Linked DNA regions of Sus scrofa: region 2 is linked to region 1. The links are chromatin contacts, called in public Hi-C maps. All regions are on one chromosome and are shown on one strand. Each heading gives the region's core, a stretch centred on a gene start, on an enhancer-like site or on the middle of the called end of the contact. The rest is flanking DNA. Distances are from core to core; before and after follow the strand shown.

What was found. A called contact is a pair of places that touch in the nucleus more often than the background predicts.
Region 2: a Hi-C map of embryonic fibroblasts shows a contact between it and region 1, with 8 times the contacts expected there. The contact joins the enhancer-like site here to the promoter of TOX in region 1. A contact is called at or near these places in 6 of 47 Hi-C or Micro-C datasets (embryonic fibroblasts, fetal skeletal muscle, fibroblasts and 1 more) and 1 of 2 datasets of contacts at active chromatin or transcription factors (skeletal muscle).

What each region holds. Positions count from the first base shown.
Region 1 is chr4:73,806,813-73,813,572 of Sscrofa11.1, forward strand. It overlaps TOX (thymocyte selection-associated high mobility group box protein TOX), which reads left to right and starts at 3,368. Exons shown (of 9, transcript XM_021089342.1): 1 at 3,368-3,760. The coding sequence starts at 3,659. It overlaps LOC110260289 (a long non-coding RNA gene), which reads right to left and starts at 2,772. Exons shown (of 6, transcript XR_002343311.1): 1 at 2,277-2,772.
Region 2 is chr4:74,113,261-74,120,134 of Sscrofa11.1, forward strand. It overlaps TOX (thymocyte selection-associated high mobility group box protein TOX), which reads left to right. Exons shown (of 9, transcript XM_021089342.1): 9 at 1-2,092. Among named protein-coding and RNA genes, the nearest start is that of NSMAF, 110 kb to the right of the region's middle. Within about 2 kb of position 3,566, at least 27 of the 83 cell types and tissues checked have an H3K27ac peak or open chromatin away from gene starts, as enhancers often do. A contact at or near this core is called in embryonic fibroblasts, fetal skeletal muscle and skeletal muscle, where this site is marked.

The DNA.
Region 1 (6,760 bases), core at 2,118-4,617:
TTCTATGCAGGAGGAGCCTGGGGGCAAGTATGTTTCAAAGCTTCTAAGGTGACTCCATGGACCAAACAAGGTTGGAAATACCACCGCAGAAGATAATTTAACTCTATCTGACACTATCTACCTGGAGATAACATCAGAGGCCATTGGTTAAGGGTTTGGTCTCACAAGAACCCCATCCCTTCCCCCCCCCCCGCCAAGTAAACACATACCCTTCAGATACCAACGGCAAGGGTAGGTTGTTACCTGTGCCTCTGACCAATCAGCTATAAATCAGTGGCCCCCCCTCAAGGTTTATTAACTTGCTGGAGTGACCCACAGAACTCAGGAAAACAGTTCACTTACTGCTTACCAGTTAATTATAAAAGGGTATAATAGGAGTTCCTGTTGTGGCACAGTGGGTTAAGAACCCGACTAATATCCATGAGGATGTGGGTTCAATCCCTGACCTCGATCAGTGGGTTAAGGATCTGGCATTGCTGTGGCTGTGGTGTAGGTCAGCAGTTGCAGCTCTGATTCCACCCCTAGCTGGGAACTCCCATATGCCGAAGGTGCGGCCCTAAAAAAGTAAAAAGGCGGGGGGGATAATAAAGGATGCAGAAGAACAAACGGATGGAAAAGATGCAGAAGGCAAAGAACATGGAAGAGGTGCAAAGCTCCCATGTCCTCTCTGGCCCACCACTTTCCCGGCTACTGTTTACTAACCCAGAAGCTGTCTGAACCCCATCCTTTTTTTTTTTTTTCCATTTTAGGGCTTCACCTGCAGCATATGAAAGTTCCCAGACTAGGGTTTGAATTGGAGCTGCAGCTGCAGGCCTACACCACAGCCACAGCAACACAGGATCCAAGCACATCTGTGACCTACGAGGTAGCTTATGGTAATGTCAGATCCTAACGCACTGAGCAAGGCCAGGGATCCAGCCCACATTCTCACAGACACTATGTTGGGTTCTTAACTTGCTAAGCCACAATGGGAACTCCTTTCTGGGGATTTTGACAGCGAATTCATCATATATAGGCATGACCATTAACTCCATTTTCTCCTCACTCCTCACTAACTACTTTCCATGTATGAGTAATTGGAGTGAAGGCTTTTTCATCAACAGCTCACCCCCTGACCCACCACACCATGCCATGCACAAACATATCATGTTGACTCTATGCGCTAAACGTGGATTATCCCTCAAGACTGAGAAAAGTGACCAGGCTGTGGGGCACAGTGGGGACATCAATATCTTCCCCCAGGTGTCAAGATGTTGACAATACTGCTTTTGACCTAAACCATTTCATCTTCCTGATGTTCACAGGGCCATCGAGTAGAAATAGAGTCTAAGGAAGTTTTTTAAAATAGAATTTTGAAGAGATCAATGTTAGTAATAAATTCTGGATTGATGACAGAAATTTAAGGTTAAAAATATTTAAACTTAAAAAGTTTTTTAAATCATGAGAGGAATATATATAGGCACCTTATAGCATCTACCACTGAAATTTTGAACACTGATGTTACAAACCACAAAACTACATTTAAATTTTATTATAAAGACCTTTATTAAGAAGAACATATTTGCTACTTCTTTTATTTTATAGGTGCCTTGAAGGACCTATAAATATGGAGGTTCTTCTGAATCCAAAGGAGAGAACTTCTTTTTTCTTACGTCTCTCTCCCCCCTACTCAAACCTGCCCCATGTTAATCTACAGGTAGGAAGAAAGCTGGATTCTTGCCACTTATAAAAATGATGAGGGGAAGAAAGAAAACAATGGCTTAAGAGAAAAAGGATGTTAGAAGTATAAAGCAATGCTTAACAAAATGTTCCTAAAGGATCATGTAGAGGTGCCCCATGATAGTAATTTATCATTCCCTATACCATCCTCATAGATTTCCTTTCAGATCCCTCTGCTTGTACTTGACTGATGCTCTCAATTGCAGAGGAAGCAACCTAACTATAGGAAAGTTACACAGAACAGTTGGCCATCAAGGAGCACTAGAAGGTTGTGCGGGGTGGCACAATGTTGTTAGTATCCTTCTTGGCACGAGAAACTAGTGGAACAGATGAAGTATTTCCAGGCTCCTTTGCAGGGCTTTGGAATGGGAAGGTATACCTATCGCCCACTCCTGCACGGAGTTCTCACCAAGGACAGAGCCCCAGGAATAAATCTGTAGGACAGCAGCCAGGACACACCAAACTCTCCAACACCCAGGAGACACGAAGTTTGGAAGTTTTCGGGTTTGAGAGGAAAGGTGGAAAAACGTGAGTGGCGATTTCCTCATCCCACTTACCGACCAGAGAAATGGGGAGGCTGATTCCAGGTCTTCCGTGACCTCCACGAGCATTACTGGGCTTCCAACTATAAGAAGACAAAATCCCCTAATGGGCAACTGGCAAGCCCACGTGTTTTACCTCTAGCCCGAGCTTGTGTGCTGATAACTGCTTTCCTATTTACCCTCTGAACTACCTCTGTGGTCTTCTGCCTGTCCTTAAGGCAGCCTTAGCCCTCGCAACCCCTCCAGTGGGACAGAGATCACGCGAGGTGAGGGCTGGAGGCGGGAGCAAGCAACAGGAGAGGGGGACTCTCACAGCCCATCCACACCCAGCAATCCGGGTCGCAGGGACAGTAGCCCACCCCTTGAGCGCAGAGGATTGTCGCTCCCTGCGGGTTCCCGACCCCCAGAAAGGCGCTGCTAGCAACAGTCGCCACCATCAGAGAGTGGGAGTAGGGGTGGGGGAGCCGACAGCGGGGAGGGGACGGCCGTCCACCGGGAGGTGCGGGTCACAGAGAAAGAGGTGGAGACCGCTGCGGAGGGGGCGGTGAGAGCGGGGTGGGGCCAGGGCGGGCCCGGGGGCGGGGCTGCGGGGCGGGCTGCGCCACAGCGCCCCCTTGCTGTGCGCGCTCCCCGCCGGGCCCCGCAGCAGCCTCGGGCTCGGGCTCACCAGCCCCTTTGTGTGCGACGCGTTGGCCCACAGGAGCGCGGCTCGGGAACAGCGGAGGCTCCCCGGGGTCCCGCCGCCTCGGCCCGGGCCCGGCCGCGCTCTCTTCCACCTCCTCCGCTCCACCCTCCTCCGGCCCCCGGCCCCGACCGGCAGCCATTGGGCCGCGAGCAGCCCGCGTTCTGCCGCGTACCCCACCCCGCCCGGCCCGGGGCACTCACCACCCCCCACCCGCTCTGTACCCCTCTCCAGTCCTCCCCTCATCCCAGGCCTCCAAGGTGGGGAAAATAAACTAAAAGCAGAGCAACTCAGAGACTCCGATAAAACGCCCAGTACCTAGAGCCCCGGCGCGAGCGCGTGTGCCGGGCGGCGAGGGGCGCGGGAGGCGGGGATGGGGGGGCGGGCGGGGGGACAATGAGCGCATGAAGTTACCTGCCCGGCGGCGGCGGCGGGGCCGGGAGGCGGCGGCGGAGCAGGCTGCGCGCTCGGCGCCGACGGGTGCGCGCCGCGGCTTGGGGGAGAGTTGAGCGCTTTTCCCCCCTCTTTTTTTTTTTTTTTTTTTTTTTTTTTTTTCTCCTCTTCTTCTTAAACAAACCACAAACGGATGTGAGGGAAGGAAGGTGTTTCTTTTACTCCTGAGTCCAGACACCTCTCTCTGTTCCGTCTAAGCTTGTTTTGCTGAACACTTTTTTGAAAAAGGCAAAGAAAAGGAGTTGCTTGATGTGAGAGTGAAATGGACGTAAGATTTTATCCACCTCCAGCCCAGCCCGCCGCTGCGCCCGACGCTCCCTGTCTGGGACCTTCTCCCTGCCTGGACCCCTACTATTGCAACAAGGTGAACGCTCTGCTTTTGTTTCCGCCGTGTTCTGGCTGCTCGGTCCCGGGAGGGGGCGGCGGCCGCTGGCCCGCTTGGCGGCCGGGCGGGCGCCGGAGGCCGGTCTCGGGCGCGCTCGGCTCGCAGCCTGCGGCTGCCCTGCGTGCGCTCGGGGAGTAAATATTGTGGAGCAGCTCCCGGGCTTTGCCCAACACCGCGATGGTGCGGAAAGTGACACGATTTGCTTGATTCTTTCCTTCCCGCTGTTCGCGACTAAGGATCCCTCCCTGCCCGGGTCTGCCGGGGGGCGTTTAAAAAAAAATTAAGAGAAAACCAAGGAATACTTTGGGGGTGTGTCTGGGGTCCGGGAACGCAGGCGGAGAGTGAGAGAATTCCGTATATTTTCTGGTTTCTCCCTCTCCCTTCCTCCTCTCCCGGGCAGCGGGGGCTGGTGACACCGATTCCCCGCCCGGGATTAGTTGCCAAGGGAGCCTCCGGGAGTCGGGGTGCCGGGACCCGGGAGACGCCTCCGCCCCCCGCCGGGAACATAGCTCCACAACTCTTTTGTTTTCCCAAACCCGTTCGGGTGGCCCGGCCCCGCGTCCGGGCGCGGGTCTGCGGGTCCGGGTGCCGCGGGGAGCGGGGTCTGGGACACAGCTCGCGCCGGGGGTTGCGCGCAGAAATGGCAAGTTTGTTAGGAGCCGGGCGAGCGCGTCGCGTTCACGTCCAAAGCTGCCGCGCTCGGCGCGGGGCTGGAGCAGATCCCGGGCTTGGCTGTACCCGCAACCCAGTGACCCCAGGGGCCGCGGGGGCCCGGGGCTAGGCTGACCCTGAGGGTCACCGGGGCTATTGCGGAGCTCCGCCTGTCCCAAGGATGGAACAGTCAGGGGGTACGTAGGGAGGGGGTGACTCTCGGGGTTTCTCGAACTCTCAGCCCGCACAGGGAGGACGCGAGGGGACGGGATTCCGAGTGCAGCTGCAGGGCCACGGCTGTCCTCGGCTCGGGCTCTTTGGACTCTTCTAAGTAGTCTTGCCCAGTGAACGTGGCGGGGAATATTGAGTTCTCTGAGACGCGGGGCTAGCGGTTTAGACGCCCAGCTCCCGCTCCTTGGTAAGCCTGCGGGATACTCCCAGCCCCTGCACGCCTGCTCCACGTCGGCCCCTCAGTGAATTCCACTGGATAAATCGTTGGGAATCCTAACATTTGCCTGGTGGCGACTCATCATCATACAGCATTTTTACGTGACACAGAGGTATTTAGCGCGCTGCATCCACAGCCCTCGGGCTCCCCATCACGCAGCCCACTCGTAACTCCAAGTATTGGTCAATCGGGACACACAGACAGACAGACAGACACACACACACACACACACACACACACACACACAGCTGTGAGTTATAACACCCTGTGGAGAAGCTCCGTGATGCTGTCTACAGTGTTAAGATCCAGTAAAAGGGATGTACCCTGTGTTGATGATGTTGAGGCAAGTTGGAAATCAGGGAAATTTAGCTTTGTGGAAGGCAGAAAGGCTTTTCATTATTCCGGAGCCCTTTAACCAGGGGCAAGTTGGAAGGTACCAGTAACTTTGGCAAGAGAAGTTGGTGTGAAGAAGTTTAATTATCTGTTGATAACATAGTTCTTTTATTCTAAAGTTTGTTTTGCCTTAAAGTTTGTATTTGGTGTTTGTAACATTTTATTTTGCTTACAACACTAATACTAATAAAAAAAAAAAAAAGCAGCAGTCTTATCTTGGATAGTAAAGACATACTCCACAGTAGTTACTGGAACCGAAAGGTCAGAAATATTTTGGCAATGAAACTGGACAAATCTTATTAAATTCATCAGTGATTTTAGGCTCCAAAAAGAAAGTAATGACTTGGATACACATTTCACTTGTCATTCTTGTGATAGTAGGGTCAGATTTAATTTAAAAGTTAAATGCTTTGGAAAATCAGGAATTACTCCAATATATTAAATCATTTTCCAATTAAGTGCTTTAAATAATTTTAGTGGGTTGTGCTGTGAATTGAATAAATTAATTTAGAAAGTCTTCAGAATTTCTTTACTAGCTCATTGAAGTTCCTTTTAAGTCACCCGGTGTATGAGAGGCAAACTGTTCTTTTTAAATGCAAATCAGCCACCCTTTCTATAGAGTAGATGCAAGTCTTCTATTTTACTTATCCAGGGAATAATGGATTTTTAAAGATGCAAAGTCATAAGATATACTTCTAATAGCAGGAAGAGACTTCAGGGACATGTTTCTCACAAGACAACTATTCCTGCCCTTCTCTGGGTAGCAGTCTATCAAATAGATTTGTCACTGATCCCTGCTTATATGAAATGTACTGAGTAGGTTTGCCAGGCCCCAGAAACTAGTGTTTTCTACTTCATGAGTAGCCTTGGCACAAAATTTCTGTCTAGTTCCACAATTATAGTTGCTTAGAATGTAGTCAACCAGCATTCATTTTTGCAGTAACTCAAGTAGATTTGCACGGAAATGGAAGGTGGGCAGAAGTTTGAAAGAGGTGAAATAAGAAATCTGTGTCTATGTTTAGTAAAAACAAGTTGGATCTGACCTCCCCAAAAGAGACAAGTCTGCAAAGTAAACCTTGTCTCTCTCAGAGGTGTAATGAATGTGTAGTTTATTACAAGAAACAGTCACTTTGTCAGGATATTTGTTTTTAATAGAATGATAAGATCATAGATTACTAATTATCTTTATTTTAAATCTGTCAACACTTCACTGGTTAAAGTTGGTGTGCTAAATCCCAGCGGAACCAGTATCTTTCTGTGTTTCAGCGTCACACAGTTGTAACTAGAGTTTCTCCAGTGACATTTTTTTCAATGTCAGAAGAGACCCTAATCCAGAAAATGAATATCCTCTTCCTGAACCTTTTCTAAACTAAAATGAGGTTGTTTTACTTTGCTGACATTTTCCAGCACTGCTGTTCTATAGATTGCCAAAACACTACTTACATTTTTCAGTTGATAAACTCCATAGGCGCAATTTGAGGGGAAAC
Region 2 (6,874 bases), core at 2,316-4,815, 310 kb after region 1:
TTCAGAATTAAAGTAAGCACATCAACAGCCAATTTATCTTTCCTGTGGACTTCTTGCCTTTTGCAAAAGACGTCCCACACGTTTGAAAGGTAATTCAATTGAGCCGTCGGAAATTGCCTATCTAGGACCCTTTTACCTACAAAAATGGCAAGTTTATATGGTTCCACCTAATATGGAACAGTGAGACATTGAGATTTGGGCCAGAGCATCAATGTAATTTCAAATGGAATTAGAAGTTCTTTACAAAGCCCGAAGAGAAAACACTCAAGGAAGTAATCAGCTATGTTTGTTTACAAGGTACCTCACTTCCAATCAGTTCCAGAAAGCTACATTCTGTTAAACAGAGGGTATTTTAAATTACCAAAATCCAGGAAACCCCAATAAACATCCTATTTCTTTGTCATAGAAAAACAAAATGTATGTGGAGGAGTTCCCATAGTGGGACAGCAGAAGCGAATCCAACAAAGAACCACGAGGTTGCGGTTCCATCCCCGGCCTCGCTCAGTGGGTTAAGGATCCAGCATTGCCGTCAGCTGTGGTGTAGGTCGAAGACACAGCTCTGATCTGGCGTGGCTGTGGCTGTGGTGTAGGCCAGCAGCTGGACCCCTAGCCTGGGAACCTCCATATGCTGCAGGTTTGACCTTAAAAAGCAAAAAAAAAAAAAAAGAATTATGTGGAAATTTTTAATAAACAGATTATCTGCTGAAACATGAAAGTTTTTGTTGCACATAGACAGTCTCTTAATGTTTATTTGTTGAGGGGGATTTGATCTGCATTTCCTTATTCCATTCATAACTCCTGTTTTAAGGTAACTATAGACACACAGAGAAATTCTCCTCTTTTGCTGATCATTGAACACTGAAATAATGGCAAGGCAAGAACTCACATCGTAAGTTTAACCCCCAACATTTACTACCCTGAATCACCTATTGGATGAATTTATGTGGGGTCACCCAACAGTACAAATCTGTTTCCGTAAAGCAGAATAATTTCTTTACCTCCAAAGCAACTTGGAATGTCACAGCATATAGTAGGTGCATAATAAATGCATTGATCTGTAGAATATCATATTCATATCAACAGCAATTCTGTGATGCTTTTTTGTTCATTCAAAAGCTCTTTAAACATCAAAGGCAATTAAATATTGCAGACAACCATTGGGAGGTGAAGAAGAATGGAAATGTTTCATGAAGAAACCTAAGATTACAGAAAGACTAAAAGAAAGAATTTCAGAATGAGTTATGCCGGATTCTTTTGGGCTACATAATTGAACAAGAGTTTCTAGTTACAAAAGTAAAAGATGGAACATACACTAGTCACATTGAGCAAATGAGAAGCCAAGGAGAAAAAAGGTGTCAGACAAGTAGGAGTGTTGAGCGCGGAGAGAAATTTCAGGAGCCAAGTTTATAGAAGGCTAAATTAAAACATTGATGAACAGGATGCTGGGTTGTTTTTCTAATTACCAAGTGCCAGTATGACTTGATGAAACAAATAAAAGGCCCTATGTCCCGGGCTCTACTTCAATGACACCAGGATAAAGAGAAATGGGCCTTTTTTAAATGATGCTCAATGGAGGATTTCTAGGTGTATTTGGAGCCGGGTCCCAACGTGGAAGCGCCTTCTCTAACAGACGAGCTTCCAAATCCCTACGTAAGACTATTGCTGGTAGAAAGGGCAGGGGGGGTCGTCTGACCTCAGGGTCTCAAAGGAGGAAGGGGGGGAATGGCCGGAGGGGTGAGCACCTTCCCAACACATGTTCCGAAACACCTGTGTCCACAGAGACGTGAGACTCTGTTTTCTCTTTTCTTACTCAGCCATCATCTTGTCCTTTGTATCCAGAATCAGATTACATTGTAGAAGATAGAAGGTGAAGATGAAGTTCTTGCTCCAGGACCTGGGGACCACCTGGTAGATGACCTGGTAGATGTCAACACTGGTCTGAGTCCTGCCTTATTAGCAGAAGGCACCAGCACGCATCCACAACAGTCGTCATCTCACATTTTATTAACAGCTTGCTAGCAAAGACGTTTGAAAGTGAAATTTCATTCGCACTGACATGAGGCCAGGAAAAAAAAAAAAAAAAAAAAAAAAACAGAGACTAGAAATAAAATGGAAAGACTTATAATTCTACATCAGAAAGAAAGAAAAAAAAATCTTGCTAAAGAGAGACGGAACCAAACTACAGTATTTTAAAGGCTGCAACATCCCTGTTTGACAATTGTGTGTTTACAATGAGCCTAAACATAATTGCTCTGATGGGCTGTCAGGGAAAAGATTAATTTGGCAAAGATTAGTATTGACTTGCTGTTTATTAAGGCTTTTAAACAGCTGTGTCTGGCAGCATTCCTGTAAGTGCCTGTCATATCTGAAAATCAGCCTCACACCCTGGTGCTCGCCAGCTGTTACTAAACAATCTTCTACCACTTTGAATGTCTTTCTCCAGGCCAAAAAGCAAGAGCAAACTATTGCCAAATGAGCCTTTTTCTCCTCCTGTCACTTTTGTGTGTGTGTATGTGTGTGTTTTGTTTTTTTTTTTTTTTTTTTGAGGTGGGGGTGGGGAGCTTCTGAACGCTGAAATGTCACCCGTGGCCGATGGCTTAGCTGATAAGAGGGGCCGGAAGTCGGTCGGTAGGAGGTTCGGGTGCTGGATGGCTGCAGTCCCGCGTTGAGAGCGCTGGCTGTTAGTCACCTCTCACAGACAGAAAACCACAGCATGCAACTGTTGGAAGGCAAAGGTTTTCAGGACAGTTAGAAACCAGCAATCAAAGGCCTCGCACCATCAGATTTCCAAAACCAATGTTTTGTTTCCTCAGATGGGCACATGCCTTATCCGCAGTGAGACCTCGGGGAGCGCCACGGGGGGATGCTGAGCAAGGGCTGGTGCTGGCCGTTCCTCTTCAGCCAGGGAAGCGGGTTCCTCACCAGAACTCTGACGGGGCGCGACGCCACCTGTCAAACGTGCACCTTACATTTCGACTCCGTGGAAACCTGTAGAATTGAACAGATTTAGACGTTTTGAAATCTGTAAAAGAAAGGGCAGACTGAGTTCTGTGCTGGAATAAGACCCAGTAGTTTCAAATCCAAGCACAGTCATAAAGGCAATGGAAAGAAAAACATTCCAATGTAGTTAAACATCAGGCTATAAAGGGCCCACTGTTAGGGTGAGAGTCGCATTCGTCTTTCCAATATGACTGCTTTTACGAAGATTAATTTCAATGTTTTCGAGCTGCAATAAGCTAGAGTAAGTTGGCAGGGCAGATGCAAAAGGACAGTGTCTGTTCTTAACCCTTCCTGTGTGTGTGTGTGTGTGTGTGTTGGGGGTGGGGATGGAACTGGCCTAGAGCTAAGCTTTCAGGATGAGCATTTAAAGCAGGTGTTTGTCAACATTTAACCTCTGACTAATTTCTTTTGAAGTCTTTGCTACTGATACAGTCTGATGCCGGACCTTTGAATTGGAATCGAATCCTGTCAGACTCCAAGGCATAGACACACATGTCCTACCATTCAGCTCTGAGCATGCCCCCGTCCATGATGCCCGAAAGTCCTTGCCTCACCCTGCCCCATGCCCTGGTGGTGGGTGAGATAATACTCAGCACTGAGCAGAGAAGCCAGGTGACTGGCTATTGAGAGCACAGGCAAGGTGTGCGTTTTGCTGAGCCCCACAGCCGCCCACAGGGCTGGGCTCACTGCTCAGCATTCATTCCTCGTGCCACTGATGCCCAGGCTGCGGGCAAAGGGAAGTCTAGAGTGCAGGCTCCCTCGGGAATTCATCTATGGCCATAAGTCACGGCGTGTTCAAGTCCTAAAACAGCCCCAGACTTATGGGGATGAAGGTACATTTTCTAGGGCAAGAGCTGCTGCTGTAGGGACCTGCCCACCCGACAAATTAGGCCAAGCCCCGGGCTGTGCAAAAATGCACCCTCTGTAGTTGGTCTGGTTCCTTAGACCTTACTCAAGCGTGGCATCCAAGCCTGTGCTGATTAATTCAGAGACTACACTATCAAACTTTTACTCCAGAAGGGTGAGATTATTTCTCATGGAATCCCAGAAAGGGCAGGGTGGGGAAAGGGGAATCATTTAGGTGGATTCTTGGGTTTTGCAGGACAGCCTTTGACACATTTCCTCATTGTCTCATCTCATCAGCCGAGTGAATGGAGTATAGGAGGTGAGGGATAAACTGATTCAAAGATTAAATGTGATGAAGCCAGCGAAGTCAGTGAGGGTCCAGTGACTTGTCGAGGACTCCACTGGGGTCGACAAGAAGCAGGAGAAGAGTGAAAGGAGGCCATCCCCACGGCAAGGGGTTGGTGGGCAAAGTCCTTCCTGAAACTTTACTGCTGTGATGTTCAGACATGCAGAGGTGGCACCTTACAAAAGCAGCTGGCAGCAATCATTGCTAGATTCATCTTGGACCTACTTTTGTCCAGTTTCCCAAGCCTGAGAAAAGCCCTTAGAATTCATCTCTCCATAGATTGTAACCAGTTCTGTGGAGTATTCTGTATTTTGTTTTGGTTTTGCTGGGGTGTTTTTTTTTTGTTTTTTGTTTTTTGGGTTTTTTTTTTTTTATCAAGGTAGACCCACAGAAACCTAAATCTGGTCTTGGCAAGAGTTTCATGTAAGAAGAAAGGAAGAATGGTATATCTCAATGAAACTGCAATTTCCGGGTATTATTACAAAATATGCTTATCTACAAAGCCATTCTAGCTGTTGAGTTGGGTCATTTTTAACACCTGGTTTCAAGATGTGGTTTTAGCAGACCAACACAGCAGAAGTGTTAGGTGGCATTTCTCTCTCTCTCTCTCTGTCTCTCTCTTTCTATATATATGTATATATATTCCTCCTTTTCTTGCAGGGAAAAGATTCTGCTGCTTTGTTTAACCTGTCAGTTTCTTGAACCGATTCTGCTCTTGCATCCCCAGAACCTTCTTCTCCATTGTGTTAACTGCTCAGGGTGCATGTCACCGGCAGCCAGCACAGGTTGGCCTCCGTGGTCACTTTGCCGATCAGGTTGTTAATTCTCTGATAGACGGAGAGTCACGCTCTCTCCCCCACCCCCACTGATGTAAACCCAACAGAAGTCTCTCAGGACCTTTCTATAAGGCGGCCTGTTCCACGCTGCAGATGGTTTCGATAAAAACGATTAGTTTCATTTATCCAAACAGCTTCATTTCACCAAAATGAGCCTATTTTTAGCATTTTGCCTAAAGGTTTGTTTTCTTGTTTTTGTAGCTGTAAAGGAGTTTTCCTATGTCTCAGGCTTTAATCATCGCCATTCCTGCCACCCAACACGCTTTTGGGCTAGCGTGAAGTTGACGCGTCTTCTGTGACAGAATTTACAATTTTACAAAGCAGCATTAGAATTGCTTTACAAATATGATTTATGTATCTTAAATCCAGATGCAGACACAGCCATCCACCCCCAAATAATGGACACAAGTTCCACTTCACTGCCACCCATAGCTGTGGACCACATGCTTACAGGGATAAACCTCAAAGTGGTCCCGAAGAATCATAAACTGAAGCTGTATTTCTCAAAACTTAGGGTATTAAATTTAGATTCCCAGCTTCCCCTCCCAAATAATCTGCTGTCATCAGCATGATGCCCTGGGTCTTCGTTCTTCCAGCTATCCCACAGAGGTGTCCATGCAGGCCTCCGCAGAACCATCACATAAGGGGAGCAAGTCCGTCTCACCATCAGCTTCGAAGACTCTGGGAGTCTCTGTCACCAGTGCCTGGGATTAACACCGATGCGAGGAAACAGCTTCTGATACTGAAAACACACCCAGCTCATCCATCCTTCGTGCTCTGCCTGCAGCTCTTAGTCTTACACAACAAGAGCTCTAGGGGCAGACAGGCCAGGGCTGTATGGTGCTCAGAAATGCCTTCTTCCGCAGCATCTTGGGGGTGGACGCATCGACCCCCATCCGCACCTCATCTAGTGTTCTAGGAAGAAGGAGGAAGAGGAGCAATGCCTATCAGGACCCAGACGCCTCCAGAAACCCCCCCAACAGATGTCCACTTTGATCTCACTGACCAGCCCTCTCACACAGTTGTCCCGAGATGCTCATTGCCCCTTACAACCACAGTTCTACCGGTGAGGAGACGGGGAAATCAGACCACTGCAAGTGATCCATGTTCACCACATCGATTTCCGTTATTCAACCGAAGCCTTTTCTGCTGCCCTGCTGCTGCCTTTGCCCTTGAACAGCATCCTTTCCAGAAGGATCTCCGACTGAAGGTTGTGGCTGTCTTACACTCTACATTCATCTTCCTTGATTTCACTGATGCGTCTGACAATATTGAAGCCCTCTCCCAAATTTCTCCCTTTAGTCTTACTTCTCCCGAAGATCAGACCGTAGCCCCACTGGCCAGAGACAGACAACTCTTCGACTTTAAAAATTACCTAAACCAAATGCATGATCTGCCAACAAAGACTGGTCCCTCTTCCCAAAGCCCTTTTTCTTGACGAATGGCCTCTTGACCTAATTAGCTAGGACTCTTTGTATTTTTAACTCTTTCTTCCTTTCATCACTCACAAGTATAGGACCATCTGGGTGTTAGACAATGGTAAGTCCTGATTTGTTCTCAAACTTCCTGAATGACTTTCCATTCTTCCCCCACTGCCTGGTTCAGCCCCCCAGCCTTCCTCCCTGCAATCCCACCACAGTGACCTAAGTGGTCTCCAGGTTTACAGAAAACTGCTAGTTTCTTTTTTATAAGCCAGATTTAATATTATACCGCCTTCATTTTAAAAAACTCCGGTGGCTCCCCATTGATTATAGATTAAAATTCAAACAGCTGAGCCCGAGGCCCACAACCCTGCAATATCTGGCACCAATTTACCTTTCTTGCTACTGCTTCTCAATCTTCCTTC